Regions from separate parts of the Mus musculus genome. Here regions 1, 2, 4 and 5 are each linked to region 3. A link is a contact called in public Hi-C, Micro-C and promoter capture Hi-C data. All regions are on one chromosome and are shown on one strand. Each heading gives the region's core, a stretch centred on a gene start, on an enhancer-like site or on the middle of the called end of the contact. The rest is flanking DNA. Distances are from core to core; before and after follow the strand shown. Region 1 holds the start of Hsd17b12 (hydroxysteroid (17-beta) dehydrogenase 12). Region 2 holds the start of Rbm45 (RNA binding motif protein 45). Region 3 holds the start of P2rx3 (purinergic receptor P2X, ligand-gated ion channel, 3). Region 4 holds the start of Itprid2 (ITPR interacting domain containing 2). Region 5 holds the start of Slc39a13 (solute carrier family 39 (metal ion transporter), member 13).

Evidence for each region. Promoter capture Hi-C pulls out the DNA fragments that hold promoters and counts their contacts. A called contact is a pair of places that touch in the nucleus more often than the background predicts.
Region 1: a contact with region 3 is called in a Hi-C map of CD8 T cells, with 5 times the contacts expected there. The contact joins the promoter of Hsd17b12 here to the promoter of P2rx3 in region 3. A contact is called at or near these places in 1 of 39 promoter capture datasets (pre-B cells) and 2 of 484 Hi-C or Micro-C datasets (CD4 T cells and CD8 T cells).
Region 2: a contact with region 3 is called in a Hi-C map of double positive thymocytes, with 9 times the contacts expected there. The contact joins the promoter of Rbm45 here to the promoter of P2rx3 in region 3. A contact is called at or near these places in 2 of 39 promoter capture datasets (liver and pre-B cells) and 4 of 484 Hi-C or Micro-C datasets (CD4 T cells and double positive thymocytes).
Region 4: a contact with region 3 is called in a promoter capture Hi-C map of pre-B cells. The contact joins the promoter of Itprid2 here to the promoter of P2rx3 in region 3. A contact is called at or near these places in 2 of 39 promoter capture datasets (cranial neural crest and pre-B cells) and 1 of 484 Hi-C or Micro-C datasets (CD4 T cells).
Region 5: a contact with region 3 is called in a Micro-C map of embryonic stem cells, with 7 times the contacts expected there. The contact joins the promoter of Slc39a13 here to the promoter of P2rx3 in region 3. A contact is called at or near these places in 1 of 39 promoter capture datasets (cranial neural crest) and 1 of 484 Hi-C or Micro-C datasets (embryonic stem cells).

The regions. Positions count from the first base shown.
Region 1 is chr2:94,156,037-94,161,467 of GRCm38.p6, reverse strand. Hsd17b12 (hydroxysteroid (17-beta) dehydrogenase 12) reads left to right here and starts at 3,559. Exons shown (of 11, transcript NM_019657.4): 1 at 3,559-3,758. The coding sequence starts at 3,599. It overlaps Gm39885 (a long non-coding RNA gene), which reads right to left and starts at 3,304. Exons shown (of 3, transcript XR_866573.3): 1 at 2,026-3,304; 2 at 1,576-1,667. It overlaps Mir670hg (a long non-coding RNA gene), which reads left to right. Exons shown (of 8, transcript XR_003953878.1): 8 at 260-832.
Region 2 is chr2:76,366,094-76,371,464 of GRCm38.p6, reverse strand. Rbm45 (RNA binding motif protein 45) reads right to left here and starts at 1,481. Exons shown (of 10, transcript NM_153405.2): 1 at 1,037-1,481. The coding sequence starts at 1,336.
Region 3 is chr2:85,034,531-85,039,772 of GRCm38.p6, reverse strand. It overlaps P2rx3 (purinergic receptor P2X, ligand-gated ion channel, 3), which reads left to right and starts at 3,939. Exons shown (of 12, transcript NM_145526.2): 1 at 3,939-4,592. The coding sequence starts at 4,474. Ssrp1 (structure specific recognition protein 1) reads right to left here and starts at 2,653. Exons shown (of 17, transcript NM_182990.4): 1 at 2,445-2,653; 2 at 1,804-1,979; 3 at 1,235-1,420. The coding sequence starts at 1,857.
Region 4 is chr2:79,632,661-79,638,066 of GRCm38.p6, reverse strand. It overlaps Itprid2 (ITPR interacting domain containing 2), which reads right to left and starts at 2,642. Exons shown (of 18, transcript NM_080558.4): 1 at 2,323-2,642; 2 at 1,989-2,034. The coding sequence starts at 2,527. Gm46751 (a long non-coding RNA gene) reads left to right here and starts at 3,005. Exons shown (of 2, transcript XR_001783386.2): 1 at 3,005-3,085.
Region 5 is chr2:91,067,753-91,073,050 of GRCm38.p6, reverse strand. Slc39a13 (solute carrier family 39 (metal ion transporter), member 13) reads left to right here and starts at 2,736. Exons shown (of 10, transcript NM_026721.3): 1 at 2,736-2,896; 2 at 4,312-4,620. The coding sequence starts at 4,320. Gm39874 (predicted gene, 39874) reads right to left here and starts at 2,700. Exons shown (of 2, transcript NR_166131.1): 1 at 2,545-2,700; 2 at 1,428-1,985.

The DNA of each region.
Region 1 (5,431 bases), core at 2,310-4,809, 9.1 Mb before region 3:
AGACCATGGCGTTTAGGGGTCCTTGCAAAAAAGTGCTTACTAAAGAGCTGGCTTCTTTGTGACATGAGTGGGGCTGATGTGTCTGAATGCAGTGACGCACAGGAAAACACTTGACGTGAACACATACAATATTCTTATGGTAATGCGTTTCTGCTTAAGGAAGCCAAATATTAACTTCTAATTAACCTAATGCTAAAAGTAGTATTTGTTTTAAATTAGTTTGTTCATCACAGAACTTTTTTTTTTTTTCTCAACCCAGGATTTGACAACTGGATGTGAGAATCGAACCAAAGCTCCCTGTGTCCACCTGGTTGGCAGAGTGCTTCCCCAGCACAGAAGGAACTGGTACACACGTGGGATTCAAGCACTCAGGAGCTGGAGGCAGAGCACCAGAAGCTCAGGTATAAGGGGTTCAGGGTCAGCCTAGGGCACATGAGATCCTGCCGAAAGCAACAACCAAACTCAACGTGCTGAACTATATTCAGCTGAAGATCAGATAGTGCAGTGGATGGCAGAGCTGTTAAGAACAGGTAATGAAGACTTGGACCCTTGTCTCAATTGTTAAGCTATGATAGTATTCTTAAAAACATCCAACTTCTATAGAGTTCCCTAATTATGAAAATTTCTTTTATACAGTTTAGTACTCCTGGTTTTGCTGTGCAAATTGAATGTGGATTTGTAGAAATTTGTACCAAAATGTAGAAAAACTGCCAAAGAACTTCAATGGAAATCTTTATGTACTATTACAATGAAATGCTGTTAATTCATGTTGCTTACATTAAAGACTATTTTCAACTTTAAATATTTTAAATAAATGATTCTGAAGTCCCAATGTGGTTGTGTCTGATTCTCTATGTCTCCTATTCCTTCCTTCCTTCCTTCCTTCCTTCCTTCCTTCCTTCCTCTCTTTTCTTTCCCCCTTCCTTTCTTCCTTTCTTTCTTTCTTTCTTTCTTTCTTTCTTTCTTTCTTTCTTTCTTTCTTTCTTTCTTTCTTTCTTTCTTTCTTTCTTCCTTCCTTCCTTCCTTCCTTCCTTCCTTTCTTTCTTTCTTCCTTCATTTCTTTCTTTCTTTTCAAACAAGGTATTACTATATAGACAAGGCTGGCCTTGAACTCACAAAGATTGAATGTCTCTGGCTCCAGAATGATGATATTAAAGTCATGAAACACTATACCCAGCTTCTTATATATTGTTTAAAAGAAATTCTACAGCAACAATTGTTATTTGCCAAGACAGCTTCTGAGAGACTAATAATGAAGCGTTTTCCCATATTCTAGTATAAAAACACTTGAGATTTGCATTAGTTGGCAGTAACAGAGCTAAGAAATCTGTCATGGTATATTTTGTTTGCAGAGTGAACAAGCCTTGTTGTAGAACTGGTTATGAGAATTTAATAGAAAAGAAGGGCAACCCCCAGGTTTTGCATCTCGAAGAAATCATGAGTAGTGAGTGGTTCAGCTAAGGAGATGGGGAAGAAAAAGTAAAGATGTGTCTTAGTGACTGTTCTATTGCCATGAAGAGACAACGTGTTCAAAGCAACTTATAAATGAAAGCATTTAATCAGAGACTTACTTACAGTTTCAGAGGGCAAGTCCATGAACAACATGGCAGGGAACATGGCAGCAGGCAGGCATGAATGACTCTGGAGAAGCAGCAGAGAGCTCACATCTAGTCCACAAGCAAGAGGAAGAGAGAGAGAGCATGCTAAGTTGGAATGGCATGAACTTTTGAAACCTCAAAGCCCACCCCCAATGACACACCTCCTCCAACAAGGGCACACCTCCTAATCCTTCCCTAACTGTTCTATCAACTGCTGACCAAGTCTTCAAACATAGGAGCCTGTGAGTGGCATTGCTGTTCCAGCCACCAGAAGAGGCATATGAGGGCAGGTGTGGAGTTTTATTTTTAAATTTATTAAGCTTGAGTGGAGAATGTAGCTCAGTTGATACACTACTTGACTAGCATGTGTAAAGCTCTGGGTTCAATCCCCAGCACTGAAGTAAGAAAAAAAAATGGTGTCACATACCTGGAATCTCAAACCTTGGGAGGTAGAGGCAGCTTAGGATATTTGACATCCTGTCTCAAAACAAAAACAAACAATAAATGTATTGAGCTTGAGTGGAGATATTGAATGAGCCCCTGGACCTCTAAGTAGAGCCTGAACAGCGACTCCATTTGTTTACTTTATGTCTGTCTCCCTGTCCGCTGAAGTACTTCCATGCTCTTCCAGAGATCAGATTTTTGTGTCCCCTTAAAGCTTCCCTTCAGGGCAGGGGAGATTGCTTGGTGGGTAAAGTATTTGCTGCTCAAGCATAAGGCCTGTTTTCAGAGTCAGGGCCACAGCTTGTGCATCAACAAGTGAGTTTCGGTCACCTGTCCTTCCTAAGTCAGCTAAAACAGTCAAATTAATAGTGCAGAACAGCAGGAAAAGAAAAGAATAAAAAAAGATTTGGGAAAAGTTATAAAGAGACCCAGTACCTTCCACCAAAGCCATGTTTTAGGTTCTGATGTGCAGTTATGGTTTAAGAATGGGCCAGAGTAACATAAATCTAAGCAAGTCAAAGTGTGGTCCAGCCAGCTCACCACTGGCCCCTCATTGCCTCCCCTGTAAGGTGTTCTGGAAGTGTTTGCCCACGTTTTAGGTTTTCTTTTATCCCAGCATGAAGTCCCTTGATGGGGGTGAATCGGTTCCTGTTTTGATTTTATTGTTTTGATTGTCTTACAGTAAAAAGTATAGGACACAAATATCTCTTTAATATCCTCCCACAAAACAAAAATAAAATGATTTTGGTTTTTACTGGACCAGGTCCAATAAAAAAATTTGAGTTTCCCAGAATTGCTCCATAAGCTCTGTTCTTGTAGGATACTTTTCATTCATCTTACAACTGTTAACGCTACTACACAGTAGAGTTTTCTGGAATTCCGAATTATTGGGAACAAGTATAAAGTTCATTGTGGGAGCTAAGGCAGTCATTCAAAAAAATGGAGCGAAAGCGTGCTCTGCAGACAAAGGGGAACCGTAAACCTTCATCTGAAAAGTCTGAGGAATTAACAATCCGAAAGCGGTTATTACTAAGACGTAATCACAAGCACTACTCCAGCTCCTCCCGGACTTCTACTATATTCTTCCCTTTCCGGTTCCATTCCTTCCTGAAATGTGAGCTAAACCCAGTTAGGTATCACTGGCCAATCAGCGCGCAGCCTTCCGCAGTCGTAAGGGCCGCCTCTGCCAATGAGAGATCCCTGCGCTTCGGTGGTGCGAGGTAAAGCTTGTGGGCGGAGCCAAACGTTGAGCGGCTTGTGAGCGAGCCACTGTCTTAATACGGAAATGCGGCTCTGAGCGCGCCGAAGGGGATTGTGGGCGGGGCTACGAAACGAAGGCTAACCAATAGGAGACATAGTACGCTTACAGGAAAGAGAAGTCACCAATAGACACATGGATATGACTATGTAGGCGGGTCTTAGACCTAAAGCGTTCAAAAAATCACGTCTATTCGCTGCGTCTTCGCCGTCACGGCGGCACCGCCTCCTCGTCCCATTCATTCTTTTTTTTTTTTTCCTTCCCCATTCACCGTAGTAGTGAGGCCTAGTCACGAGCCATGGAGTGCGCTCCCCCGGCGGCCGGCTTCCTGTACTGGGTGGGCGCGAGCACCATTGCCTACCTGGCCCTGCGAGCCTCGTACTCGCTCTTCAGGGCCTTCCAGGTGTGGTGCGTGGGCAACGAGGCCTTGGTCGGTCCGCGACTCGGAGAATGGGCAGGTGAGTGGAACCACAAGCCGCGACCACGCTGTGGCCCTTGTTCCCCTGTCGCTCGCGCTCAGCGAGCCCGCTCTGGAGCGCGGAAACTTCTCCAGACCCTGAGCGCACTGGCGGGGTGGGTGATCTGACCTGCTGCTGCCTGGTGGGCACGGAGGAGACCTTTCTTAACTCCCCGGACTTGTCCTGTTGGAGCCCTCCTGGGCAGGCGGCCGGAGTCAGGCGCATTGTCCGCTGTGTCCCTTGCAGTGTTTATTTATTTTTTAAAATAAAGTTTTTCACTTGGCTTGAAAACTGGCCCTGTGCTATGGATGAGAGCATAGGTGAAGATAGGAAGAAGGGTTGCAGGGACAACGATTTCAGAAGTTAGGATCTTGGGAAACTTGATTCTCCAGTTACTTGAATTGGGTTTGTTTCATGTAATTTAACAAGTCCTTTTGGGGAGGGGGGAGGTGGAGGCGGTGTCGGAGGAAATCTTGGTAAATTATTCTGGAGTTTCAATGACTAAGAAGCGCTGTTCTGGGAAAACAAAGTCTTCCTATCGTATTCAGTACTTTTTGCAAGAGTTTGCGGAAAATGTCTTTACAAAAAGTGACCAAAACACGCGAACCTTCTTCTTTTCAGTTGACAGATTTTAAAAATGAGAACGAAGGTCGTATCAGAGAAGTTGAGAAAATCCTAGTTCAGCCCTCTCACCTTTGTTTCTATTTTTTGAGAGAAGGGCTTTAAAACAAACACCCATGTAATCATGATGTATGTGTGGCTCTCTGGTGTTTTGTAACTCACTGTTCACGACTCAAACATTTTATAGAATATTGGGGTGCGGTTGCCTACGGACTAAACACAGGACAGAAATCATGTTACTTTTCAGGTTTGTTCTGTTCATTAAAGAACATTTAAACGACTTAGAAAAGACATGACAGTTAATCTTTTGGGACAACACCCTAATAATAGGAGAAAATATTTCAAGTAGAAATGAGTTTGTGAGCCCCTTTCCTTGATGTGGGGCAAACAGTGATTTTATACAACTTTCCAAAATCACTTTTCATAGTCCCTGGGGGAAAAAGTGCTCGCTGTGATTAAGATTCAGATGATATAATTTCACAATTGACTTGGTCAGTTTCTTTGTTGTCAGCTTGGAAAAAGTTGTTTGTTGGCTTATTTTTATTTTTTTTTAAGTCAATGCAACAGTAATCCCATAGGAAATCAGTTATCCAATAAAATGAAACTTGCAAAGAAAGCCCAGTGTTGCTTTAGCTTTATTATTGTAAATTGTTTGCACAGTCTAAAACGCAGAGTGAAAGTCAAGGGTTTGCCACGTTCAAGGTAGGTTTGGCTCCATCCAGACAAAGGGAAACTGGTAAAAATTAGGAAAGCATTTCTGGCAGATTTAGAAAAGAAATTTGACCTAGAACATTGGGATATGAAAGAGAACTGTGGTGTCATATGGAAGTGAAGTATAGTTGGGGTCAATTGTTTGGGGTTTTGGTTTTTTTTTTTTTTTTTTTTTTTTTTTTTTTAATGCTTAAGCAAAAGAAATGATAAGCAAGATGGCTTAGCAGGTAACGGCACCTGGCCTACACTTGACAGCCTGATTTCCATGCTCAGGATTATCCACAGAGGAGAGACTGACTTCTCTCCACATGAATGCTTTGGTACAGATAGCACCTCCCCAG
Region 2 (5,371 bases), core at 232-2,731, 8.7 Mb after region 3:
GGGAACCTTGGATAAATAAGAGCGGGGATACCATCAGATCACAAATTTCTAAATTTTCGAGCCTAAAGAGCTTATAAAGTCCCCTGATTAATGACTGTATCTATATAGCGCACATGAATGACCTAGCACACACCTTGTTCTCAAAAATTTTAACCCCGTTCCTCCCTTGCTCTCCCCCCGCCCCCATTTATTTCCCCTTCTCTACGTGCTCATGGCTGGCCTCTTCTTTCTTCTTCCTTTTCTTTCTCTCTTCTTCTTCTTCCTCCTGCTCCTTCTTCTTTCCCTCCCCCTCCTCCTCTCCCTCTGCCTTTCTCTGCCCCTACTACCCTCTAACTCCCCTCCCCATGCCCAGGTGCAGCATAGAAGAGGGGCTGGAGACACTCTAGCCCACAGTCCATGAACACTCGTAAATGGTATTCTTACAAAACCCAAACCAGAATTCCCCCACACCTTGCACCGTTTTCTAGGTTTGCCCCTTTCCAGTATAGCATAGCTTGTCACAAAATACTTTTACTTTGATAATTTTCTGTTTATAGGCATGGTGCTGTAATTTTTTTTTTACTTAAGAGATCCTTCAAGCTTTGTAAAAGTAAAATACACGAGGAAAAAAAACCCTAAAACTAAATTTTCTAGTCGCGAAGGTAATTACAGTGTTCGAGAGAGGAAGCTCAGAAAAGTTTTCACAATAGACAGGAAGACGGGGACAGGAGGTTGACTGACTTACGAGGTCAGCCACAGTTGTGCTATCCTTGGATGTGGCTACCCAATCTGTTCCCAGGGTAAGAGGCTCCTTTGGCCAGAGGCCGGGGATCCGCTCCTCCAAGCCATCCTCGGCACACTCACGGTGCGTGCAGAATCCAACCCCTCTCCTACCAGATGCACAGCATCCCCGGCGCAGCAAAGGGGCGGGAGAGACCCCAACCCATACCGCCGTCACCCTCGCGAGCACCCTCAACCCCGGGCACCCATATCCCAAACACCCCAACCTGGGCATCTCTACCTCACACACCCTAAACCAGGCACCTCAGCCCCGCACCTTGATGGGCTTGGTGTCGCTGGGACCCAGGCACTGTCCGTGCATCTCCTCCATTGCCCGGCAGGCCTGTGAGCTGCGCGCGAACTTGACGAAGGCCACGCCCTTGGACTCCTTAGTGTGCTTGTCGCGCACCACCCAGATGTCCTGGATGTCTCCGAAGGGCGAGAAGCGCTCCCTCAGCACCAATTCGGATGTGTGCTTGCTGATCACTAGAAAAATGCGGCTGTTGGGCGGCTCATCCAGGCTGTCTACGCCCGGGCGGAATCCTCCGCTGCCTCCCAAGCCGCCGGCGTCGTCCATGGCGCCCCACGCGGGACCCAGGCGCAGCCCCCCTGCAGGCCCTGTTCACCCGGCAGGTTCTCGGCCGCTTCCCGGCCGCTTCCCGGCAGCTCCCCGTCTCGCCCCACGCCGGTAAGCAGCTCCGCTTCCGGAAGAGCCGAGAGCCGGAAAGCAGGTGCGTCCCGCAGTGAGGTCTGCGGGCTTCCGGGAACATTCTGCAGCGCCCCCTGGTGCCACGGTGGACTCAGCAATCTCAAATCTTCAGTCCCAGGGAAAACCAAGAATGGGTTTATGCAAACCACTTTGCCCTGTGGCTAAAAAGATCCACCTGCCTGATTCTTAAGCCTTCCCAAAGCTGGCTTCTACTAAGCCTGTAATCAGATTGCTACATTTGAGGCCTCCTGGGCTACATAGTAAATTTGAGGTCAGCAAAAGCACCACACCAAAAATATACAAAAAGCAGGCAGGCTTCACTCAAAATGGTCCATAGAGACAGGTACAAAGGACCATTGCGTTGGGGTCTTGCAGTAAGGGGGAGAGACTGGACTTGGTTCCAGTAAGATAAATGGAGGACAGTACAATATGAGTTAGTATAAGGACAATTACTGAAGATCGCGGGGTAAGAGAGACTCTCAGTAGATCTGCTTCCCAGAACTTAGGCTGTAGATAAGTGATAAGTTGATAAGTAATAAAACATTAACAGCCGGGCAGTGGTGGCGCACGCCTTTAATCCCAGCACTTGGGATGCAGCAGCAGGTGGATTTCTGAGTTTGAGGCCAGCCTGGTCTACAAAGTGAGTTCCAGGACAGCCAGGGCTATACAGAGAACCCCTGTTTCGAAAAACCAAAAAAAAAAAAAAAAAAAAAAAAAAAGACATTAACAGCAGTCAGACATCAAGGATAAGAATTATGGCGAAACTGACTTATCAGGATTTGTCCTCCAATTAGATTCCCCTAGAACAGAAAGCTGGAAGTTGGATCTAGTCAAGCAGAAGACCTGGGGGGAGTTTGTCTGAAATTTTGGTGAAAACACAGTCTTCATCACCGTTTTGGCGTGGCCTTGTTAGGATGGGTGTGGCCTAGTTAGAGTGGGTGTGGCCTTGTAGGAAGTGTGAGGTTGAGCTTTGGGAGTTTCAGTAGCAGTGCCTTCTTTCCCTCTTGTCTTTGGACCTGGAGGTAGAACTTCCAGCGGCTTCTCCAGCACTATTATCTCTGCCTGCTGCTATCCTTCCCGCCATGATGACGGTGGACTCAACCTCTGAAAGTGTAAGCCAGCCCCAGTGAAATGCTTTCCTTTATAAGAGTTACCGTGGTCATGGTGTCTCTTCGCAGCAATAGAATACTAAGAGTTAAAACCATAGAGTCTGATGGCTGAAAGGAGCCTTTTACAACCATGGAATCCTTATCCCTATTTTTAGAGATGAGGAAATCTGAGGCTCAAAGTTAAGATGCACAGGTAACAGAACCAGGCCCAGAGGCAGCTGTGTGTGTGATCTACGCAGCTACCGCAGCCCATCCAAGATGCACGAGCAGGGAGAGTGATGGATGCACATCTGAGAACTACGAGAAATTAGAGGGCCCAAGCAAAGTGCGAAATGCCCACTGGCTTCCACGGCATATTAGTGAACCTTGGTGATGAGGTGAACAGGCATTTAGGACAAAGGACTGGGTTAGCCTTTAGTAGCACAGGAATCGCAGAGCTGGGCTAGGGACGCACCTCCTAAAATGCCCATACCGAGGCTGCTAAGATCGGGCCATCTATGAAGTCAAACACATCCATGTTTATTGTGCATCAGTCATGCATGCCAGGAGCTAGAGACTCAGGGCTGGAGAAAGAACCATCACTGACTCTTGTGAGATTCTCTACTGCGGAGTAGAAATAATGTTACATACTAAATAGAGCAGGTGTCAGGCATAATTAGTGAAGTCATCCATTCATTCAATTGACCTTATTTTTTTTCCAAAGATTTTTATTTAACTCTATTTTATAGATATGAGTGTTTTGCCTAAATGTACCATCTGTGTCCCATGTGTCTGCAGTATCCGTGCAGGTCAGAGGAAGGCATTGGATTCCCAGGAACTGAAGTTACAGATGGTTGTGAGCTGCCACGTGTGTACTGGGAGTTGAACCTGGGTCCTCTGGAAGAGCAATCAGTGCTCTTAACCACTGAGCCATCTCTCCAGCACTCAGCAACACAGGGTCTCACTACCCAGCACAGGTGGGCTTTTAACTAAATCTTCTTTGTCTTGGCTTCCCAAATGCTGGGATTCCAGATGTATACCACCACACTTGGAAACTAAATATTTTGACTTTTAATTATGTGTTGAATACTGTGTTCCACACAAGAGATAAAGTATCAAACAAATGGCCACTCTTTCCTCTATCATGAAGTTAACAGTTTAGCCTCATGTAGTTAATGATTATATAGAGCTCATAGTTTAGGGCTATGAAATGCATGTGTACAAGGACACAGGAGACATTAGTTTTCCAATTTCCTTTGACTATAGTGCCCAAAGCCAACTTCTGTATTGTCTAACTAGTAGTCTCTAAGCGTCAGGAATTACAGATGTTACAATGATTTTGACACAGGGGTTACAATCGTTTTTTCCTGGCATCACACTCTGTGGAAGGAATGTTCTGTTTACCTTCAGCTTAGAAAGTACAGGGAGTAACTTGCACTAAGGTTCCACTTTTCCTTGTCTTAGAAGGAAGACCAGTCAGGTGAAAACAATGTCATCATTTTATTGACGTGAGGAAGTGCAAAGATCACGAGTAAGACAACTTGCGCACCAGCGCCATCTAGTGGGAAACCGTTTTCTTAAACTGCAGTGCCTGTAAAATAAGAATATTGATTCTCATCCTGCACGTTTAGAGCTTATAGTATTTCCTTCAAGAGAAGCACTGGGAAACTATAGGAAAGGCATTTATATCTGTATCACCCAAACATGAAACATCGTATACTCGAGAGAGGCAAGAAGCGTTTATTTACACTACTAAAATATAAGCTTGCGATCCTAAATTCACTCATCTGAATGGTTCTGTTGGGTATATTTAGTATATTCATCACATTTCCCCTGGTTTTGCCCTAAACAGGATTGTTTTCCTTCTCTGAATCATGGAACCAATAGCAAGACTGAGCACACAGACTCGCATTTCAACCTTTCACCTATGGGGATCAGGGAGTTGCAGCTATAGAGGAAAAGCCATGGGGAAGGGAGAGGCTTTTGCTTTTCAGTACTGGCGATGGAACGTAGGACCCTGCTTGTTCTAGGCTTTACTGGATAAAGCTCCGCTTTATACAATTTGTTTTGAGATGCAGTCTCAACTAGACATCCCAGGCTGGCCTTACGCTCATTTTGAAGTTTGAGTGGCATGAGTGATTATGATAAACAGGTCTTCAACCACCAGGCCTGGCTGAGGGATGAGAGTATAAATGGAGAAATAGCCATGTCTTTTCTGGGAATAAGTGGAGTTTTTTTTTTTCTTTCTCCTGTTATGGTCTATGCCAGGCATCTCCATCTCAACTGCCAACTGCCACAGCCCTTGGGTGTCTCAGTGAGCATCCAGGTGGTTTACACTGAAGTTTGAGATGGTCTCGTTCTCCTTCGCCCATCTTAGAAGAGTTTCTTCTAGCTCCCCGAAGAGGAACCTCTAGCCTTACCTTGTCCTTGTCAAAGATAAAGTTAAAGTGAGGTAGAAATTCACATAGTTGATCCAGGTGGAGTGAGGTTAAGTAAGTGCCATCACATTCAATTTAGAGCATGTCATCTATCTCTAATGACATAGTAACTGATATATATATAGCTTCCTTGCAGAAGAAAAGATTCATTTTTTAAAAAGGTTTTATTTATTTTATGTGTGTAAGTACACCGTTACTATCCTCAGACACACCAGAAAAGGGCATCAGATCACATTGTTATGGTTGTGAGTCACCATGTGGTTGCTGGGATTTGAACTCAGGACCTCAGAAGAGTAGTCAGTGCTCTTAACCACTGAGCCATCTCTCCAGCCCAATCAGATTCATTTTTAATACACCTCTTTAGAGGTTTTGATCCC
Region 3 (5,242 bases), core at 2,690-5,189:
CCTCAGGAACTTCAGCTAACTGAGTATACCAACTCCAAAACTGTTTCAAAACAATTTCCCTTTGTTAGTGGAGACTGTTTCTAGAACCCAGATGCCTTCTGCCCTACTCTTCAAGGATGTCCTTCTTCCAAGCCTCTTTCCTTCCCTTAACCTTTGTGCTTAAAACCTTTTAAGTGCTAGAGACCTGATGGCCCAGCAGTTAAGAGTACTTGTTCTTGCCAGAAGACCTTGGAGTCCTTCTCAGCGCCCCACAGTGGTTCACACCTGTCTGTAACTCTAGTTCCAGCTGATCCAATGCCCTCCTCTGAGCTTTGTGGGCACCGGGCATGCACATGGTGCACAAGCTAGCAAAGCCTCATACAGATAAAATAAATACTTTTTAACGAATGAAAATTATTTTTTAAGACTTATTTATGCCAGACAGTGGTGGCACACACCTTTAATCCCAGCACTTGGAAGGCAGAGGCAGGTGGATTTCTGAGTTTGAGGCCAGCCTGGTCTACAGAGTGAGTTCCAGGACAGCCAGAGCTACACAGAGAAACCCTGTCAAAAATAAATAAATAAATAAATAAATAAAATTATTTATTTTATATATGAGTACGCTGAAGCTGTCTTCAGACACACCAGAAGAGGGCATCAGATCCCATTACAGATGGTTGTGAACCACCATGTGGTTGCTGGGAATTGAACTCATGATCTCTGGAAGAGCAGTCAGTGCTCTTAACCACTGAGCCATCTCTCCAGACCCTGAAAATATTTTTTAACAATAACCACAAAAACTTTTTTTCTGGGCCTCTGGCTAAGAGTAGTAAAGAAACTTAAATTCCCAGATACATGCATCACCTGAGTTTCTAAACTTTGTGTAGGTGATCTTTTGATGAAAGTGAATATTAAAACCAAGTAACTCAAAAGCAGCTCAAAATGGAAAAGCAAAATCCTAGAGCACCAAGCTAAGATGCTGAGCCAGGACAGAGGGAGCAAGTGGAAACCATGGTATAAGTTAAGATGGTAGAAAACCTCCTGGAGTCCAGGTACACGACACGTGTACTGAATACACAACACTGTTTTTTTTGTTTGTTTGTTTTGTTCAATAGTCTCCAACAGCCTTGCTTCGAGGAACCCAAATGAGCAGTAACATGATTATCAGAGAAACGCCAACTGTCTCTAGAAGATTAAAAATAAAAAAAGACAAGGCAGTTACAAAGAAAGTGGGTCACAGAACAAGATCGCTCACCGATTCGCGGAAGCCATCGTACTTGTAGACATGCCCATTCTTTGTGAGCAGTTTAAGCCCATGGCCTAATGCTACCCGACGCCAGATGCCTTCTGTCAACTCCCCAGCCTGGATGTTGTCCACTTTGCCCGTCTTGCTGTTCTTAAAGATGATACCCTGACGGCTCAATCGAAGCCTCCCATCATTCTGCCCAAAATACAGACCCAAAATCAGAACAGGGTAGTGTGTAGTGGATCCTTTCTACCCCTTACCCATGGGATGCAGGATGGCCAGAGTATCAATTGAAAAGCGGTCGTGGTGAAATCAAGTTAAAAGACACAACAGACATTAAGTCTAGACTGCAAGCTTGGCTCTGGCATCAGAAACCCTGTAAGGGCCCCAGTTTCCTGGTTTTCTAATACAACTCAACAAACTCAACATCTTGCAACTCTTTGAGACTTTGCTCACGTTTTCGCTTGGGGGACACACTGATACACTGTTTCCAAAAAAGTAGTCAGAGTTAAGCTTTTCGTTCATAGATTCGAACTCTTTCCCCCTCTCTGCCTTTCTTTTGCCCAAGCCATTCTCACCATGGACCCTTTCACCTCCTGGAAGATGTCGTTGAACTCCAATGTCTCTGCCATGTTCACCTGCCCGTGGTGGCCTGAGCACACAGCCCTAGGCTGCACCAGAGAAAACGAACCCTTCTCTGGATGCTGTGCCCCAATTCCTGGTTAGTTGTGTAGATGTCCAGCAGGGTGGGAATCTGAATTCGGGAAGGAGACTGATAAGCAAGAAACAACGCCACCTTACTCCGCTCAGCCATGTACCTGGTATGTCTCAAGTTCTTTGCTGCCTGGGGATCTTACTGACCCGTTCTGCAGGGCTCCTGAGGCCAAGGCCCAGGACCCTAGGTGCAGAACCAGGCCTATAGTGGCGCTTACACCCCAACCCGACACCCTCTCGGTACGTTCCACGGACAGGCACGGCAACAATCGGCGGAACCTGAGACCCGCTCAGAGAGCGCACCTCAACTCCGCTCAGAGGGTAGTGTCCTGATCGCAGAGACCCCACCACCCCGGGGCCCCGCGTGAATCTACGTTTCTCCCCCTTCTTTTAAAATGGATTCGCCCATTGCCCGCGAATTTGAACGCGGATCGATCCATTCCGATCGTCCCGCGGGGGAGCGGGGCCCATGCACACCAGGGGCCCAGGGATCGCGACCACCCACCTCTAAGAGCTGCAGCCTCGCGACGGCACAGTGAGGGCGGTGGGCGCAGGGGGACGCAGGGGAGGGGGTAGGGATGCGGGGGAAGGGATGCCGGGGAAGCTTTTCCCGCGTGCGCAGCCCCGCGTCCCGCCACCGGAAGTCGCGCACGGACCATAGAGAGGAAGACTTGGCTAGAACGGCATCATCCGGGCCGACCAACGGGTACATTCGCCTAGAGCGTCGGCACTCCCCCTGGTCGGCTAAAGCGAGAGGCTTGCTATGGAATCCCACGCGGCTGAATTCTTGACTAGAAAACGGGAACACTCTTTAGAAAGTTACAAGCTGCTCTTCAAAGACTAGATTCCGAAGGGAAATTATGCGGTTTTATTAGGTGTTCAGGTTTGTATGTTTGTTGGAATCATGCACGCCCCTCCCTCCTGTGAAATAATCTGGGAAGGAGTCTGTTGAACAAGAAAAATACAGAGGTGTAGCCCCACTAGCTGCAAAGGAGATGCGGGTGTCGGCGATTGTGCTTGCTTTCCAGCTGTACCCTGGCAAGTAGATCAGATCCTTTCTGCAGTGAGTTCACCTACCCCCAACACTATCCTGTCCATATCCCTAATTTGTGGGTTCTCAGGAAGAGCCTAGCAGATGGCTGCATTAAATTCAAGTGGTGGTGTCGGATTTACCTTTGAGCTAGAACTTACTTGAAATCACATCAGCCTACGTTGGCAGAAGCCCGGATGGCCTCACATAGCACCGGAGTGCATCTTGCAAAATCTGAAGCCAGGTCTGACAGAGATGCTTGAGTTTATCTCATTTTACAGATGAGAAAAATGAGACCACAAAAGATTTGCGACTGGGTGTCAGTCCATTACCATCAAAACTGGAACCTAGAACACAGACTCTTTAACATCAGCCTTTTATAATCATGAGGGTTCAGGGTTTAGAGTGATTGCTAGCATATGTCCTACACAAAGACAGGATAAGCCCACAGTTTCCCTGAAATATCACTGCACTGACTTGCTAACTCAGTCCTGGGATATGATATAGATAAAAATGTGTTTTGTCATTCGGTGCTTGTGGCTTTAACCACTATCATTGCTAGCACTATTTAGCTAAGTCAAACTGGGCTTAAGACATAATGAAAACCTATTAATGCAGCACGTTTCTAGGATCTGACAAAACTGTTGAAGATCGTTAAAATAGCCCAGCCTCTTAGGAGCACATACCCTAACAAAAGATTTTAATAACTTCGGGGTTTAAAAAGAGAGGGAGTTCAGTAATTTCTGTGCAACTTGAAGAGTTGCAACCAACTAGAGTTAGAAATAAGCGACTTTCCGCTTTGTAGTATTACAAATCTGTAATCACAACACTCAAAGACTGGGGCAGGAGGATTGTGAATTTGAAACATGGCAACATAACAAGTTAGACAACATAATGAGATGCTGGAGGGCAGAGAGGAGGAGATGGTAAGAAATGCGTGTCTTCCTCCCAGGAGACACAGAACTGTCAAGAACCCTTTCTCCCTATTTGTGCTATTAGATAGAAATCGACAGACACTCAAGAGTGGAGTTCTTGGCTCAGGCAGATGAGCTAACTCAAGAGTGGGCAGTTACAAGGGGCTTTGGAGAATACAAAGCAGCTGGTGAGCTGGGATAGAGATGCCGCGTAAGAGAACAGAATAGAAACAGTAGACAGAGTGCAGATGAAACATAAGTCCCAGAGGGCCCTAGCCAGCTGCATCTCAGGCAATCTGGAGCCCGGGATTGGAGACCCCACCCCTGCTGTGACATCACAGGGGAGTGGAGTGAAGATGAATAAAAAGGTGGTCCACCGCCCTGGCCCTGGACTGTTGGCTTCTAGAGTGTCAAGAGGAGAGACGAGGCACTGGACTACAGTTGCCTGGCTTATAGGAACTGGCTCTTTTCCTCAAGCCCCATTAAGCAGCCCACTCCAGTTCTTGATCTCTGTCTCCCAGTCCTGAGGTCTTTTCTCTCCTTGGGCTGCATCCACAGCCTTTCTGGGTGGCTGTGAGCACTTTCTCAGTATGAACTGTATATCAGACTTCTTCACCTACGAGACTACCAAGTCGGTGGTTGTGAAAAGCTGGACCATTGGGATCATCAACCGAGCCGTTCAGCTGCTGATTATCTCCTACTTTGTGGGGTGAGTCCATGGTCCTTCGGATGGTGGGACAGAAGGGCTACCTGATGTCCTTCCCTCCCTCTCCCAAGGCTGCTCTGCAGCTCCTAGACCCTCTTCTCTGGGAAACACTTTGATTTGTGGGAGCCATGTCCTCAGGATTGGCCTCTGCCACTCCCATCTAGACCCGTCTCAGGTGCATTATTTTACCCAGAATCTCTTCCAGGATTCTAGACACATACGCCAAGAATATGAGTCCATTCCCTGGTTAAGAAAGGACCCATATGGTCCATCTTCCCAGACCAAAACAAAAACAAAAACCAAGTCAGACCCCTCCCCACATTTCCCCATTCCCCTCCATTGAGTCTTTAGAGTCCCAGAAAGATAAAGGAACGCAGGAAGGAGGAATGAAAACCAGGGAGATGGGCTGATGTGTGGAAGAAGAACCAGCTAGAGAGGAAAGGGGAGAGCTGGCTTTAATGTAGACTTAGGAATTTCTTCTTGTCATAGGGCTAGATGGTGAGAGGTTAAAAAGCAAGAGACATCTGTTCTTGGAGAGCAGGAGAACTGCCCCCCAAGCTAGACAGAGGCACAGACACACTCAAGGGAAGACCTGCCCAAGAGAAAGGTACCTTTTCTGACTTAGTGTGGGGCTTTTCCCCAGGAATGCAGAA
Region 4 (5,406 bases), core at 1,393-3,892, 5.4 Mb after region 3:
CAAGTAGGCAGAACGTAACTGGACTTCTTCAAAAGCAGTTCTCTACTTCTGGACACCTCCCTCCAAATCCCACCAGAATCTTCTACTGCTTCTTAGACATTGTGTCAAGTCATTTGGTTAGTAAATAAATCAATATAGTTATCAGAATAAAGACTCCACTGGAAAAGAAAAAACATGACATCTTTACCCTGAATATGGATAGCAATGAGGAAACAGTATTGCAGAATTTACCAAGGAAGGAAAATGTCTTTCAGATCATCTATCTGCATACAATATACAAATTATGTTAATGATCATCTCAGGTACACACAAAAACTACTTGTACATTGAATAGGGGTAAGTACATGAACAAGAAAGAAATCTACGACAGGTTTCCTTAGATAATTATATAATCTGTGCACATTAAGTTTAGCAATGATACTTCTGGAATTTTCTGGACCAGTCCTGAGTCCTGGTCAGTGTTAGCATTAGACTACTTCATTTATCTAAAAACTGTTTTTATTTTCCATCTCCTTGATATGATTTCTTCTACAATCTCAATTCCTATATATCATTTTTGAAATGTGATTTTTCTCTTGTTCTTACATTTGAAAAAGAAAAATCCTTCGACTATCCCCTTGAGATAAAAACGCTAGAAATTTTAAGACCTGTTTTCAGTGTAAGCCAATAACATATTAAGGAGTGGATTTTAAATGAGACCAAGATGTAAACTTTAAAGTCCTGAATAAACGCAAGGACAGACTACTCCGTTCCCTCCTTGATGTGGAAACGTCAGAGATGCTGCTTTGTAAGTTCTCTCCTAGAAAGTTCTGAAGATGTACATTTAAAAATCTCAGCCTTCTAATCTAACACTGTTTGATGGCGAGCCCCTGGCACACAGTATAGTACTGTGCTTTGTAAAGGCCATATTCTTGTCATCTGAAAATCAAGGGGTTAAAAGAGGCTGATGGTTAACCTAAAGATGTCTTGAAGCAATGTATTTGCCTCTGTGCATCTTTAAAAGGAATGCCTATACATCCCATAATATTTCAGACGAGTCTATGATGCCTAAGTAAAATTCTGCAGCTAACAATCAGTATGGCTCCAGTTATGAACTAAGACAGAGACAGCTATTGGTCTTTACAGGGAAAAAAAAAAAAAATAATTCCATATGTGAGTAGCTTTCAAAAAGAAACAGAAAAAAAAAAAAAAACCAACAACCAAATAATCCCTAGGATAAACATAATTTGCGAAAACAATAATATGCCCAGAAGCAAATGCCAACCAAAGTTTAAAAGTTATAGTCTTCACACACAAGGTTTTTCAAAGAGCAAATAAACTGGGGGAAAAAATAGAAGTAAAACACATTTTACTTTAGTCAAATTTACTTGTAATAAAACCCATCTCCTCTGTATTTTATCAAACATTTTTGTGCAGGTTGCCAAAGTATGTAACTAAACAGACTCATAAAGTATGAATGCCTTCAAAGCTCCATTTCCTTCTGCGAATTCCAATGCCATCTGACAAAACCCTGTCCCAGGACTTAAACTCCAAGGAGCAAGTTGGCTAGTTTTAATAGGTCCCCAGAGAGACCTAAGGCACACAACACAAATTAAACCCCAGTTAGTGTAGCTAAGTAAATTAAACTCGTCTATAACACGTTTGAAAGGAAAATGATTCTATGCCAGATATGCAGATGCCAAAATAAAGAAAAATAAAAGGTTCTGTGAAACATCAAAATTATTTCAAGAGAAAGCACGACCAGCCAAAGTAGCATCACTGTGACCTGTTTTAGTTTCTGATCTGCTGCTGACATCATGCCCGGACTGCTGAAGTCGTCAACTCGGTCACCAAATAATCAGCGGCCACAGCACTTCCAGTTCTAATCGCTTCTAGAAGGAAGCTATCGGCCGGCTCACTTTCCGGTTCCTAGCTTACAGTGACCACGGGACCCAGAGACGAAGTCGAACCCCCTCGCTTCTCCCCCAGGCAACCCCCGCTTTACTTACCGGCAGTCTTTGAGCCATATCGCGATCTTCTCGTTGGGCACGTTTCCTGCGGGAGTAGAGCGAAGGGACAGCTCGTTAAAGACCCCAAACATAAGTACTCAGAGGCTGTGCCATCCTGACACTCCCTTGCAGGAGAATCTGCCCTGGCAACCCGTAGCCTCCGAGAGCCTTCCCGGCGCCCGACCCAGGGGAGCCAGCCGGCAGCCAGGTGCACATGCTGGAGCTGAAGCGCGGGTCACGCGCGCATTTAAAGTTCGGGGGCGTCCGGTCCCCGCGCCCGGTGGCACGGAGCACGCCACCTCCCTGATCGCACGTCCCTGTCCCGCGCACCGACCTCGCCCCGCGGGTGCCGGCAGCTTCGTGCCTGGGAGGTCCTCCTCGTCGTCCTCGTCCTCGTCCTGCGTCGTCGTCTCTGTGGACAGATCCTCGGTCTCCGACGCCTGCCAGGAGCTGCGGCACTTGGCCCAGGCCTTCCTCCTGCGACTCGCCACTTGCCACTCCAGTTCCTCCTCCGCCTCCGCCGACAGGGGTCGGTTCATGGCCGCGCCGGGGGCTCCGCGGGCCCAGCCCGAGCCTGCGCGGGACACAGCGGCGGCTGCGGGGACCCCCGCCGCTGCTGTCAGCGCCCAGCCGGGCAGGGGGCCCGGGGGAGCCAGAGCGGGCGCCGCAGGAGGAGGGGACAGGGAGGGGGGGAGGGAAGGAAGGGAGGGAGGGGCGGAGGGCCGGCGCTTCACGTGAACCCGGCCTGGCGGGGCGCAGGAGCGCGAGTGGCTCCGGCAAGCCGGGTAGGCGCCGAGCGCCCGCCCGGCCCGGTCCCGCCTACTCTAAGACCCCGCCCTGCCCCCTTTCTAGCCACGCCCCCGCTAATGCACAGTCCAGCCTCTCGCAGCTGTGCGCCACGCCCACGACGGAGGCCACGCCCTCTTCCGGTGGCGGTCTTGCCGGGAGGTGAGGACGAGAGTTGGGGCGGGGCACGTCCTGACGGGCTAGGAGCCGAACCGCCCCTTCGCGGTGGCCTCAGGAAAGAGCCAGATTTGTTTGTTTGTTTGCTTTACAGCTTTTCCTTCTCTCAACTCCTCTCTCGTCCAGAAATAGAGGTAAAGTGCCAAGGCCAAGTCTCATAAAACGCCCCCGCGTGCAAACAAGTGACTGGGCTGCTGAGACTTAATCAGTGTAGGATGCCTACAGGATTGGGCAAGGATGAAAGAGACGTGAGATTGTACTGTCAGCTTGTCAAAGCTTACCTTGGTGTTGCTCGCACATTTTGAGAAACCTGTGTGTCCTGGTTATGTGAGGTATGAAAATCCAGTGAGAAAAAAGTGGGTATGTCACATTGAAGCTGCAGACAAAAAAAAAAAAAAAAGGAAGTGAAGAAAGCGACCTGGGAGTATAAAGAAAGCTAACTGCTTGGATTTGGGACTTAGAAGATGTAACAAGAAGCAGGTCATGCCAAGCTTCTGAAACAATTCTTAAATCCCAGCTTCCTCCGTCCCCTTTATCATACTTGTATTTCCTATGAGGAAAAAAAGATTAAAATTCTATCCAGATTGAGACAAAGTGTTACATATCAAACAGTGAATGTCCTAAACCATCTACAGACAATATAGAAAGCTTCCAACATTTTATTGAACTCTGCAAGCAAAGTGAGAATAGTTTTTTGCTTTGGTCTATTTTTATGCTTTTTCTTGACTAAAAAGGACATTTTTACATAAATAATATTTTAAGGAAGAAATTTTCCACTTGAAATAGATATTTGCAGTTCATAAAAGTCCAAGTTAAGTGTGCATTCATAAATGAAGGAAATAGTTTTTGGAACACAGAATGTAGTGTCCTTGAGATGAGATGGAACCTAGTTTCTTGTGCAGGCCTTTGCACATAATCTATTCATCTTTAAAGTAGCACAGGGACCTTCCTGTCTTTGGTCCTTACTTCTTTCTAGCATGGTCCATATGTTTGATAGTTCCCAATATATCATTAATCATTGATAGAAACAACAACTCCTGATGGTTTATCAATATCCCCAAGACCAATTCCAAAATCCAAGCTGGCTTCCCGGAGCCATCCCAGCATTATCATGGCCCTCCTGCACTTACAGTGAACTGTAAGGGGAGCTACAAGGATGGTACCAGCAACTCAGTGACTTGACCTTTCACTGGTAAGGGATCATTTAGTTATTAATATGTCTTAGACTTTCAGGAGCTCTATATTAAGGATGAAGGTACCTCTTTCATATCCTTCCAATGCAGCTGCCTGTGGAATATGAGACAGATGAAAAGAAAGTGCCTAAAGAAGTGTTGGTGTGGTTGGTCAAAGGCTGTAGAGGACACTGGCTCCAGTAGTTTTATCCAGGGCCCTGTTGGATTCTGTCCCATCCATTTGCTGTCTCCAACTTCCACTCTGACACATCCATGTGCTGTGGCTGGTTCTCTGTCCTTGCTTTTTAAATCATTCCTGTTCTGTCTACTGCCTGCATGAACCAGCTGATCCGGGATGTCTTCACTCTGTGGCTCCCCCAGTCATGATCACATCCTATTTACAGTTCCTTGATGTACAACAGAATGTACACGCTGTTCATTGAGGGGAATGGATTAAGCAGTAAATAATATGATCAGATCCAGACAATATGTTTAGTTTACCAGCCACTTTGTAAACATGAGAGATTATGGACCATATTTTCATATCTTTCATGTATCCACAATACAATGCTGAGTCTACATAGAATACTGCCTACTCTTGAGGCAAGATGTCCGTTGCTATTGTTCTTCTTTAAATGAGACAAACTCGGGTTTTGTCTGCTTTGCGTTTTTTCTCCAATGCTTATTTTTTTTTAATTAGCTTTGCTTGTACTTTTAGAGAACAAAGAATTCTGGGGAAAGGCAGTAATGAAGTATGGCTTCTAATTTATAGGTCATTCAATCACAGTCAAAGAAAAAGGGAAGTAAGCCCAGAAAGTATAATTAGAGTATAGCAACTATAAACTCTGAATTAAGAATATTGTCTCATTTGTTGATGCTTATGAAGAAGAGAAATATAGTTATATTAATGGACAATTTAACCTAACAAGGTAGAGTGGAAAGAGGAAGGCTTTTGGTATCAGACTAAAGTTGAATGTTTTCCTTCTATTTTTACACATAACTGATCTCTCTGGATATCATTTTCTTCGTATGTGAAACTGCAATCATAACTACCTTACCAAGTTACTGCAAGGGTTTTAAAAACTGAAGTAGGTATTTATTAGGGCCATTGCAGTTATTATGTTGAAAAACACAAAAATAAGTCGATTTCATATGGAGGAATATTCTAATACTAATGAATAGCTTCTTCTATTTCCATTTTTATGTAAATGTTCCTTAAAAGCTTAATGAATTCAGGGGAGAACAGAAAACATACTCTGATTAAATAACAAAATTTCAGGTGG
Region 5 (5,298 bases), core at 1,487-3,986, 6.0 Mb before region 3:
CTAAAGGTGTGTGGCACCAACCTGGCACTCTTCTGTCATTTTATTCATTCCTCACTACACACAGACACAGAGACCTAACACTCTAACTGCATATACATGAACACTACTGCCAGAGAGAGGAACCCAGTATGTAGACCAGGCTGACCTCAAACACAGAGACCTACACGTGTCTGCCTCTTGAGTGCTGGAATTAAAGGCATGTGGACCTACCATGCCTAATCTTATTCATTTATTTGTGTGTGCATACTTGCAAACACACGCACACACACACACACACACACAGAGGGAGAGAGAGGGAGAGGGAGAGGGAGAGGGAGAGGGAGAAGGGAGAGGAGAGGAGAGGAGAGGAGAGGAGAGGAGAGAGGAGAGAGCACCCAAGTATATGTTTGTGCAGCACACACATGAGAAGCCCATGGAGATCAAAAGAGGGCATCAGATTTCCTGGAACCATATACAGGTGGCTGTGAGCCATCATTTGAGTACAGAAAACTAAACTCACGTCCTCTGGAAAAGCAGCCAGTGCTCTTAGCTGCTGAACCATCCATCTGTCCTTCCCCACAAGATCACCTTTTCTAAAGTTTGTTTCAAACAATGGATCTTTTCACCCTCCTATCTCTGCTCCAGTCTCTGTCCCCAACCCCTCCCCCTTGCTCCTTTAATTCCTTAGATTTTGTTGGTGTCACTTCCAGGCCAGGTGAGAAGAAGGTTTATACTAAGAAGGATTTGTAGCTGGGTCTTGCTAGTGTCCGTGCTGGCCAGGAGCCCTTTGACCTCTAGAATGGCAGGAATGCTGACAGTGTTATTGTGAAATCATTTGCATATTGTGAGGTACTTTGCATAAGATGGCATGGTTTGCATACAGGGAGGAAGATATCTTTAAAGTTCTAGTGTGGCAGCCCTAAACATCTTCTCCCTGTGGCAAAGAATCTGACTAGGCATTCTGTCTCAGAGCTTGCAGAAGGGCTTAGAAGCCCATCCTGGGAGACTTACAGGGTTGGCGAGGCGAGCCAGACAGGAGTATTTGGAAGGCGCTGGAAGTCTAGGAAGCATGCGTGTTATATTAGGCAGGTGTGATGGTACAGGCCTTTAATCCCAGCACTCGGGAAGCAGAAGCAGGCAGATCTCTGTGAGTTCAAAGCCAGTCTGGTCTCTAAATGGAGTTGCAGGACAGCCAGGGCTATACAGAGAAACTTTGACTCAGGGTTGGAGGGTGGAGGGAGGGGTATAAAAGGCTGGGGTTGTAGTTGATAGAGTACTTGCCTGGCACACACAATGCCCAGGCTGTCAGCACTGCATAAACTGGATGTAGGAGGGCACATCTATCCAGGCAGTCCACAGGTTCCAGGTCATTCTCTGCTATATAATAAGTTTAGGGGTAGTCTACATGAGACCTTATGTCAAAAATATATAAATAAATAAACCAAGAGTGGTGGCACACGTATTTAATTCTAGCACTGAGGAGGTAGAAGTAGGCAGATCTCTGTAGGTTCAAAGTCAGCCACATCTACATAGAAAGTTCCAGAACAGGCAGGGGGTTAGGGCTACATAGAACCAATCTCAAAGTAAAACGACAACAACAACAACAACCACACACACAAACACACACTGTGAGGTAGGGCATCAACTGTGATGTGTGAGTTCGGTCTGCTCTCGGAGCGCCCAGAAGGAACAAGGGACCATAGAGAGCCGCAATGGTAGGTGAGGACTAATGAGCCCCTCACTCTGTCACAGCCAGCCCAGGGGAGCACTCATTCGGCCTCTGCTGAATGTCTTCCATGTCAGTTACTGGCTGATTCCCAGAGAAGGATGCAAACATGTATCGGATCGCAAAGGAGTGGGGGGTGTTAGGCCACATCCACACCTTAGCTCCAGCTTAGACATGAGGTGGCCATCGCACGCCCTAGGGAGAGGTACATCCAAGTTGAATTCCGCCTCTGCCATATGTGTGACATATGTCTGACCCTAGGTCAACAGTCAGTACCCACCTGAAAGATAAAAACGATTTGGTAAAGTTAACACTGATTACTGAGTAAATGGTCAGTAAAGGGCTACCCTAGATCAGAGAACTGTAGCCATTGTTATTGCCACTAACTGCTCCTTCGGTCTAAGAGTTCAGGTACAGCTTTGTCAGGGTAAGAGAACACCAAGTCCTTTGTTGTATCCTGGCTTGAAATTCCAGGGCACAGGCTCTAGAAACGTGTACTGGACTTCAAAGGGTTACAGTCCTGGAGACGGTGGCCTGAGGTTCCAAGTGAAAAACCAAAGCATAAAAATAATTCGATGAGTAAGAATAAAATTCCCTCTTCTGAGGTACCCAGAGCCAGGCCCCTCCTTGCGGCAGGCACTTCCCCTTTCCCTAGCTCATGGAGGAGCCAGGCCTGCTGACTCAGAGAGCCATAGCCCTGCTCTCGTCCCGGGACGGAGCGGTTTGGCAGCCGTGCGCGCCCCCGTGTGGCCACTGCTGGAACTGCATCCTCAGAAGGACGCCACACTGAAGCCCCGCCGCCCTGTTGATCCCGGTTCCCGCGTGGGTGCCGCCCTCACCCTAGCTTAACTTGGCTAAACGCGATGCCCACGAGGGTACCCACTTCCGTCCTACTCTCCCCGCAGCCCCAGAATCCGCCCCGAGCGGAAGTGCGCTGACCGCGCGGGTCCCCCATGGTATGAGGCGGAAGCGCCTCCCCCGCCGTCGCTCCGTCTAGCCCCCCGGAGCCGCGCGCGTCGGGTTCCGGACTGTCCCGTGTGACGTGGCTGCACGCCGGGGGTGGCTCCGGGCTGGGGGCCTAGTGGTGGGGCCGGGCGAGGCAGAGCGGGGCGGGGCGCGACACTGCAGCTGGATGGCCGGGCCCGCCCGGAGCGCTGCATCTGCTGCCGCTGCCACCTCTGCCACTGCGCGGTGAGTGATCGCTGGACCCTCAGGCCGGCGTCCGGGGCGGGATGGACCGTGTCAGTTCCCAAACCTGTCGCGACTCGTCCTCAGTTTAGGAGTTGAACTTGCCTGCTCTTTGGCTCTTTACCTCTGACGTCCCACGCTCTGCCCCTCAGCCCTCCCTGCTGCCCCGCTTCTTGTCTTCTCCTTCCACCAGACATTCTAGCTCATTTTATTGACTTTCCTTTCTCTTGCTTTCTCCTTTCTCTCCATACCCCATACTTCTCTGCTGAACCTGTGGTCCCCCCTTGCCTCTGCATGACCCGCTAAGGTCTTGGCCTGGCGAGGGCCTGCCTTGGTCCCAGTGAAGCTTTGCTCGTTTGTTTGTGCTGGTGTTGGCAGTGGCGGCCGCGAGGGGTCGGGGAGGGCTGGGGCAGGGGTCACTAATTATGGCCTGAAGATTCCAGACATAGGCTTGTAGCCCACCAATCAGAGACCGATGATTTCTCTCTTAACATCCATTGGCAGATGAGGAAACTGAGGCAGTTTCAAGGTCACAGCCAGTAGAAGACGGGGCAGATCACATTTAAACTTTCCAGATTGAACTTCTGGCTTGGTTGACTCACATCCCCATCCGGCTGCCATCAGTCTGCAGAGCACATTCCTTCTGCGAGTGCTTCAGACCTCCCCTGGCATTCAGAGGACTTGCATTCCCTCCTCGATGCCAGCAGCTACCTGCATTGTCAAGTTCACCTCATATTCATCGCTGTTAGGGAGCTCTGTTACCTCATCCATTCCCTGATGAGGACACTGAGGCTCAGGCTCATAAGGGACTACAGTCAGTTAACAATCTAGAGCACCAAATTAATTAGCCATAAGTTAGTTACCACAGCCTCTGGCTCTGGCAACTGTGAGGCATCTCTTCTCTTCAGCCCCACCTCTTGTCTCTTGGTGCCCAAGAATAAGATCATTTAGGAGGAAGAGGTTTGGACTATGACTCAGTTTCCCCACCTGTGTTTCTTTGTACCACGCCATCAAGCTAAACAGTGCTGGCTTTAGACCCTGGGGTGTCTTTACCGGCACATTCTGGCAGCCAAGCCTCTCCTGGCAGCTAGAGGCACCCAACAGGGATGGTCCCTCCTCCGGTGGCTGAAGGAGCCCAGCCAGTGCCTCACCCAGTCATTAAGGAAAGTTTAGCCTCAGGCGGACACATTGACACATAGGCTGGAGCCAGCTCAGAAGGAAAATATGTGTGGTTCTTGGGAGACGTGTAGATGGGCAGAGGGTGCTCCGTGCACCCACCCTGGGGATTGTTTCCGCTGCAGAGTGAGCAGGAGGGGGATGCCATGGCCGGTTGAGAGGTGGGAAGAGACGCTGTGCTTCCTAAGTGGGGTGTGTGGTCCAGGGAGGCAGCTCACGTGAGCAGTCTTTGTGTTTTCTAGCGCCCGGCATGCCTGGATGTCCCTGCCCTGGCTGTGGTATGGCAGGCCAAAGGCTCCTCTTCCTCACTGTCCTTGCCCTGGAGCTCCTGGAAAGGGCTGGAGGTTCCCAGCCAGCCCTCCGGAGCCTGGGGGCTGCAGCTGCCTGTCGCCTGGATAATAAAGAAAGCGAGTCCTGGGGGGCTTTGCTGAGTGGGGAGCGACTGGACACCTGGATCTGCTCCCTCTTGGGCTCTCTCATGGTTGGGCTCAGTGGGGTTTTCCCCTTGCTGGTCATTCCCCTGGAGATGGGGACCCTGTTACAGTCAGAAGGTGAGTGGCCCTTCAGCAGCTGAGGATCAGAGGGGAGGGAACCTGCTGCCGGCTCTGGGGAAATGCCAGGTCTCATGTACCAGGTACACCAGACATAGTATGCCTAGCATGGAGTCCAGTGTCACCTTGGTCCTGTGCGCATAGGGTATACATATTCATTTGTTCACTCATGCATGCATCTGTTTATTATTTCAATCAACAAACATTCCCCAGACTCGTTATGAAGAATGGCTGGCAATATGGCTGCCATACTACCTGGGCTCAAATCATGGCTCTGCCACCCACCAACTATGTAGAACATGGCAATTTACTTAACCTCACTCTGCCTCAGTCTGTCAGACTTTAAAATGGGGATAATAAGGCCGGGCAGTGGTGGCACACGCCTTTAATCCCAGCACTTGGGAGGCAGAGGCAGGCAGATTTCTGAGTTCAAGGACAGCCTGATCTACAGAGTGAGTTCCAGGACAGCCAGGACTATACAGAGAAACCCTGTCTCGAAAAAACAAAAACAAAAACAAAAACAAACAAACAAACAAAGTAGGGATAATAAGGCTGAGCATGTCATTTAGTAGTAGAATGCTTGCAGGGGTTAGGGTGGGGGTTGGAGAGATGGCTCAGTGGTTAAGAGCACTGACTGCTCTTCTGAAGGTCCTGAGTTCAAATCCCAGCAACCACATG